Linked DNA regions of Sus scrofa: region 1 is linked to region 2. Evidence: chromatin contacts called from public Hi-C data. All regions are on one chromosome and are shown on one strand. The core of a region is the stretch at or near the end of the contact, and the rest is flanking DNA. Distances in the headings are between cores, read along the strand shown. Region 1 overlaps SAMD7 (sterile alpha motif domain-containing protein 7). Region 2 has its middle 13 kb from the start of LRRC31.

Region 1 (2,853 bases), core at 129-2,628, 72 kb after region 2:
GCAAGCTCTGTGCTTCTCGGGCAACTTAACCTTTTCTACTTTGGTTCTCTCATTTATAATGGATCATAATAATAGTGCCTAGTCTTTATTGGGAACAGACTATATGCCAGACACTGTACTAAGGACATCATTTAGATTATCTTAAATTTATTTATTTATTTATTTATTTACTTACTTATGGCCACACCAGAGGTATATGGAGGTTCCCAGGCTAGGGGTCAAATCAGAGTTGTAGCCACTGGCCTACACCACAGCCACAGCAATGCCAGATCTGAGTCGCGTCTGTGACCTATACCACAGCTCATGGCAATGCTGTATCCTTAACCCACTGAGCAAAGCAAGAGATTGAAACTGGGTACTCATGGATACTAGATTTGTTTCCACTGAGCCATGATGGGAATTCCCTAGATTATCTCAAATTTAATATACACCATATTTCCACAAAGATATTAATTCTATTTTGCAGCGGAGCAAAACTGAGCTTTAAGGTGGCTAAAAAATGTGTACATGACTACAACTCTAACTCTTTTCCTTACAATTATATTGCAGATATTGGGCCATGTGATTTTCAGGCTACACAGATTAACCCAAACTGTCAATTTTTTTGCTTTGGCCCAAATTAAGTTATTCACATTACCCATTCGACAATGTTCTTGGTTAAAACAGGAAAAGAAATAGTTACTTAATAAATGTAGTTTGTAAATAACTAAAGTCTGTTGGAACACAAAGTTCCTGGTGCAGAAATTTCCCAAGAATACTCTAGTTTTTTCCTGGTCCCGAGGCACCAAACACATAGTGGAAACAGGGCAAATGTGCTTCCTCTTCTCTTTGCCCAGAATAAAGTCACCAGTAAGCAATGCCACATCAGTGTGGCCGTGCTGTAAGAGGCAGGTACAGGGCATGGTAGGAACACATAGGAGGGCTTCATGGCTTCCCAGAAGAAGAGGCATCAAAAGTGAGACCTGATTGTGAGGAGTTTGCCAGCTGAGGAAGAATAGAAGGTGGGAGGAAGGCAAAGGAGTAATTTCCAGATGAGGGCCAGAAGCCAGAGAGAATTCAACATGGTTGGAATTTGAGAACAATTCTTAGGGTCCAGCGTGCCAAGGCTAAGTTGGGAGAGTGAGGATGGCAAGTCAGGGGACTGAAGAGGGAGAGGGGGCCAGATCATTGGCCTTGAAGACCCAGTGAAGGATGGTGACTTTATCCCAGGGACAGTCTAGGTTTTAAGTAGGAGTGGCATGCTTAGCTTTATATTTCAGAAAGGCCACTCAAGTTACTCTTATGAAAATAGTTTAAAGGAGGCAAGGCTAGTGGGGAAGCCTCCTCAGATAAGCAGTAACGAAATTCGATGCAAGGTAGGAGCAATGGGGTGGACAGATAAGAATTCTATCTAAGAGGCAGAATTGGCACAATTCAGCTTCTGAGTTAAAGATACATATTGGAGAGCCTTCAGTATATAGAGACATTCACTGAATCCAAGAGAGAGACTAGATGGATCAGGAAGACCAAAGGGGACCTGGGTCAGAAGCCAAAGGGACTCTAACACATAAGAATGGATAAAGAAACAGTAGCTATGAAGGTGACTGTGAAAGAGAGGGCACAGTGTACCCAGGAGGGAGCAGAAGAGCATTTTCTTGAAAGATAGTCAATGATGTCAGATGCAGCCAGGAACATAAGAAACATGAGGACTGAAAAATATCCATGTGTTAGGGAATAAGAGTCCCCAGGGACCCAGAGGAGACTGGTAAGGGTGGAAGTCAGACTCCTTGAGACTGAGGAATGACTGAGAAGTAAGAACATGGAAACAGGGAGTATCAAAACTCTTGAGAAATTGGGCTGTCATGACTCAGTGGTTAACAAATCTGACTGGGAACCATGAGGTTTCGAGTTCGATCCCTGGCCTCACTCAGTGGGTTAAGGATCCAGCATTGCCATGAGCTGTGTTATAGGCTACAGATGTGGCTCCGATCCCAGGTTGCTGTGGCTGTGGCAGAGGCCAGTGGCTACAACTCTGATTCTACCCCAGCCTTGGAACCTCCATATGCCACGGGTCAGCCCTAGAAAAGACAAAAAAAAAAAAAAAAGAAAAAAGAAATTGGGCTGAGACAGGGATAAGAGACCTGAGGTAGAATCTAGAGATGGAGTAAGGAAGTGTTTGTGTGTTTTCATTACCATTGCTTATTTAATGATGGTGGAGCCTTGCTTAAGTGCAAGAGCCTGATGAAGGGGAGAGATTGGAGATGAGAGAGAGGATTATCTGTTGAATGGAGCCGAGGGGGTTGGGGGGAAGGGTAAGACACACAGCCTATGTGGAGAGAGTGTCTTTAAACAGTGGGGGACCACCCTTGCACTCTATCAGGAGAGAGGAAGAAAATATAAGCTTTTAGGTTTGGGCAGAATTAGAGCAAGTTCTTATCTGCTTTTTTTTTTTTCTAATTAGGAAGTTATATGATCTGCAGAAAATGAGGGAGGATTCTATGGCGCCTAAAGTTTGAGGAGTGTGAATAAAGCTTGAAATAGAAAGAAAAGAAAGCTCATCATATACACAGGTTTGCCAGGCAGGTTGAAGTTGAAGTTCATGATGTTCTAGTACCACCAATTGGCTCAGTTTTTTCCGTCCACTTCCTTCTCTGCCTGGAACCTTTGTCCACCGGCAGCCTTCCTAGTTTCTGGAAGAATGGAAGGCATGGTGACATCCACCACACAGTGAGAACAAATAGGCCCTGTGCAGAGGTCCAGCATGACCACACTCATTTGCATTTTCCTCTGCTCCCTTCACCACTCATCTAAGGCAGTGGACAGGGGCACTGCATCTGTAAATGTGAGAGTCTGAAATTTGACTGCAGCCGTTTT
Region 2 (3,055 bases), core at 437-2,936:
ACAAATGCACAGCAATTATCTACTATAAAAGTAGTAAGGTATACTACTCCAAAATACAAGGAAAAGGGCTGATTCACTGACAGCAACAAGTCCACATATTATCAGCAAGCAACAAGTCCACATATTATCAGCAAGCTGGCAGGAGACAAGTTTTTCTGGTGGCATGGAACACCAGCAAACTGATAACTCAGCCACCAAAGGTGCTTAACCCTAAAATCTAAACATCCCCACTCAGCATAGAAAGCTAATTGATCTTTCTGGGAAGCAGTGCCAGAGCTGGAAGGGGGTTCTAAGGGTGAAGGTAAAGGAAAGATTAGACTGTGTGGAACAGTGTGGGCCCTGTTAAATCTCAGAAGTAATCAATTGACTCTCTTTTCTAGGACAAAGTCCCTCCAGAGAAGGATCTGCTGGCAGTGAAATCTAAATTGAGCAGCACAGAGACACTACAAGCAAAGGCAAGAGGTGATACAGGTAAAGAGGGGAAGGGGCAGAAAATGTAGTTTCAAAAGCACGAGGCAGTATCATTTCACTCTCCATCATGACCACAGCAAAGCCTCCTCTTCCTGGCTACACCATGTGGGCCTCTTCCTAGGGCTGCCTGTTCCATTCTCATGAAATGCCACTGGATTTGTCGGAGTCCAGGATTCATAAGTGAGGGAAGGAGAAAACTGTGATAGCTGTGAAGAGCTGGTCACACATCATCCCTTCCACCACATTCTCATCATTAGGAGTGATCCTCAAAGTCCAGCCCATACTCGCGGTGAGGGAAATTTCAGCCTGTCCTCTTGGTGAGGATAGAGTTCTGCTCTTTGAAGGAAGGAGTATCAAAGAATTTGCAGATGTTTAAAAACTATTCTATGAGAAGTTCCCATTATGGCACAGCAGAAACGAATCTGACTAGTAACCATGAGGTTGTGGGTATGGGTTCAAGGCTCAGTGGTTAACGAATCTGACTGGGAACCATGAGGTTGTGGGTTCGATCCCTGGCCTTGCTCAGCGGGTTAAGGATCAGGTGTTGCTGTGAGCTGTGGTGTAGGTCATGGATGCGGCTCAGATTTGGCATTGTTGTGGCTGTGGCGTAGGCTGGTAACTACAGTTCCAATTCCACCCCTAACCTGGAATCCTCCATGTGTGGCCATGTGGCCCTAAAAAGCAAACAACAACAACAACAAAAACCTGTTCTGTGATATAAAAAGGACAAGAGAGAAAATGAGACCTATGAATAGAAGATAGACAAAGACAAACCAACATTTGTTTGTCAGTAGTTCTGAGGAATATCCAGACCACCAAAAGGTAAATACAATCCAAATGTCCATCAATTGATGAATGGTAAACAAAATATGATTTCATACAATGGAATGTCGTTTGGTCCTAAAACAGTAATGAAGTACTGATATAGGCTTGAATATGGATGAACATTGAAAACATTACGCTGAGTGAAAGAGGCCAGACATAAAACTCTACACATAAGATTCCAATTATATTAAATATCTAGAATAGGCAAATATAGAGACAAACAAAGTAGACTAATAATTGCTTAAGGATTAGAGAAGCACAGGAAAGTGGGGGTGAGGGGAAGGTGATAGGTAAAGAGTAATAAGTTTCTGTTTTGTTTTGGCTATGCCTATGGCACGTGGAATTTCCAGGCCAGGGATCAAACTGGCACCACAGCAGTGACCAAGCTGCTGTAGTGACAATGCTGAATTCTTAACCTGCTGAGTCACCATGGAACTCCACGGAGCAGAGTTTGCATAGCCATAATAATGTAACAGTAAGTGTTATATTAAACTCTGGAATAATCATATTGAAGGGCTGTAGAAAGGGGAAATTTGTAGAGGTTTACAGAAATAAATTCTCATTTGCCCAACACAACAGGAACACAATAGATAATATCTAAAATTGTAAGTGTATTATTTAGGAATGCAGAGGTAAATACTAGACCAAAGAATAAAAGAGATGGCTTGGGATAGACCATGATGGAAGATAATAGAAAGGGAATGTATACATCCATATGTATGACTAGGTCACTTGGCTGTACAGCAGAAATTGGCACAGTATTGTAAATCTACTATACTTTATTTTTAAGAAAAGAATAAAAAGAGTTGAAATATGTTGCTTGAACAAAGTCTTACTTATTGCATTTAGGTTTTTCTCAGCTACTTTTTCATGTGATTCTGGACATCTATAACCTGTAAGTCTCACTCAATGTCTTCTATAAATAGAAGTTATAATAATATAAATACAAAGAGCAGGGTGTTTGTGATGATTAGATGAGATGATGCATGTCAGATGCTTATTATAACGTCTGTGACATATCAAGCCTTCAATAAATGTTAGATTCTGATGTCATCATGATCATAATCATCATCAACCATCAGGACTATGAGGTTGCTGCCATTTACTGCATCATTTCCTAACTTTATGGCCAATTGGATGTTCATGGGAAGATCTAGAAATGACTGCCAGGGAGTAGAAAGGATGGTTGCTCTTTGCTGTGGGGCCCTCGGCTTGTGCCTAAGGCCTCTCTGGGGTCCCCACGGAACAGAGAGAACAGAGACCAGTCTTGAGTGCAGGATCTCAGGTGCAGCCAGTAGCTTCCTGGCCTCTCCACAACCCCTAATACTTAGTCCCTTATCATCACACACCCGTGCATCTCATTATGTAGTGAGTGGTCATCGAAGGTTGTAGTAACAAACCTGCCCGCAAGGATCTTCACTTCCATTTGGGGGTTGTTGCTCCTCAGTTGTTTCCTGCAGTGAATTTGTCTCCTTATTGGCAAATTGCAGCATCAGGAATGTATCCATCTGAGCTCAAAAAGTCCTCAAATGGGTTTAGATTCTCCCAACAATTTCCTAACTGAGATAACACCTCCTCTGTGGTCAGCACCAGGAGAACATCAAGACTCACAGCCCTTCTGAGCATTGAAGGGCTATTTGGACATATCCTGATCACAAAAACAGCCTAAGATAAAGGAAATGCAGAGTTAAAAACATGCTGTCCAGTTAGTCACAGAAAACAGTATAGGGATATTTGAAGTATTTACCCTTCTCTGGTC

Evidence for each region. Hi-C and Micro-C count contacts between places; a contact is called where the count stands out from the background.
Region 1: a Hi-C map of fetal liver shows a contact between it and region 2, with 2.8 times the contacts expected there. The contact joins two enhancer-like sites. A contact is called at or near these places in 1 of 5 promoter capture datasets (fetal liver), 2 of 47 Hi-C or Micro-C datasets (both in fetal liver) and 1 of 2 datasets of contacts at active chromatin or transcription factors (alveolar macrophages).

Annotation. Positions count from the first base shown.
Region 1 is chr13:108,633,828-108,636,680 of Sscrofa11.1, forward strand. All of the region lies in intron 5 of SAMD7 (sterile alpha motif domain-containing protein 7), which reads left to right. Among named protein-coding and RNA genes, the nearest start is that of SAMD7, 13 kb to the left of the region's middle. Within about 2 kb of position 1,379, at least 2 of the 83 cell types and tissues checked have an H3K27ac peak or open chromatin away from gene starts, as enhancers often do. A contact at or near this core is called in fetal liver, where this site is marked.
Region 2 is chr13:108,561,370-108,564,424 of Sscrofa11.1, forward strand. No RefSeq gene overlaps it. Among named protein-coding and RNA genes, the nearest start is that of LRRC31, 13 kb to the left of the region's middle. Within about 2 kb of position 1,687, at least 3 of the 83 cell types and tissues checked have an H3K27ac peak or open chromatin away from gene starts, as enhancers often do. A contact at or near this core is called in fetal liver, where this site is marked.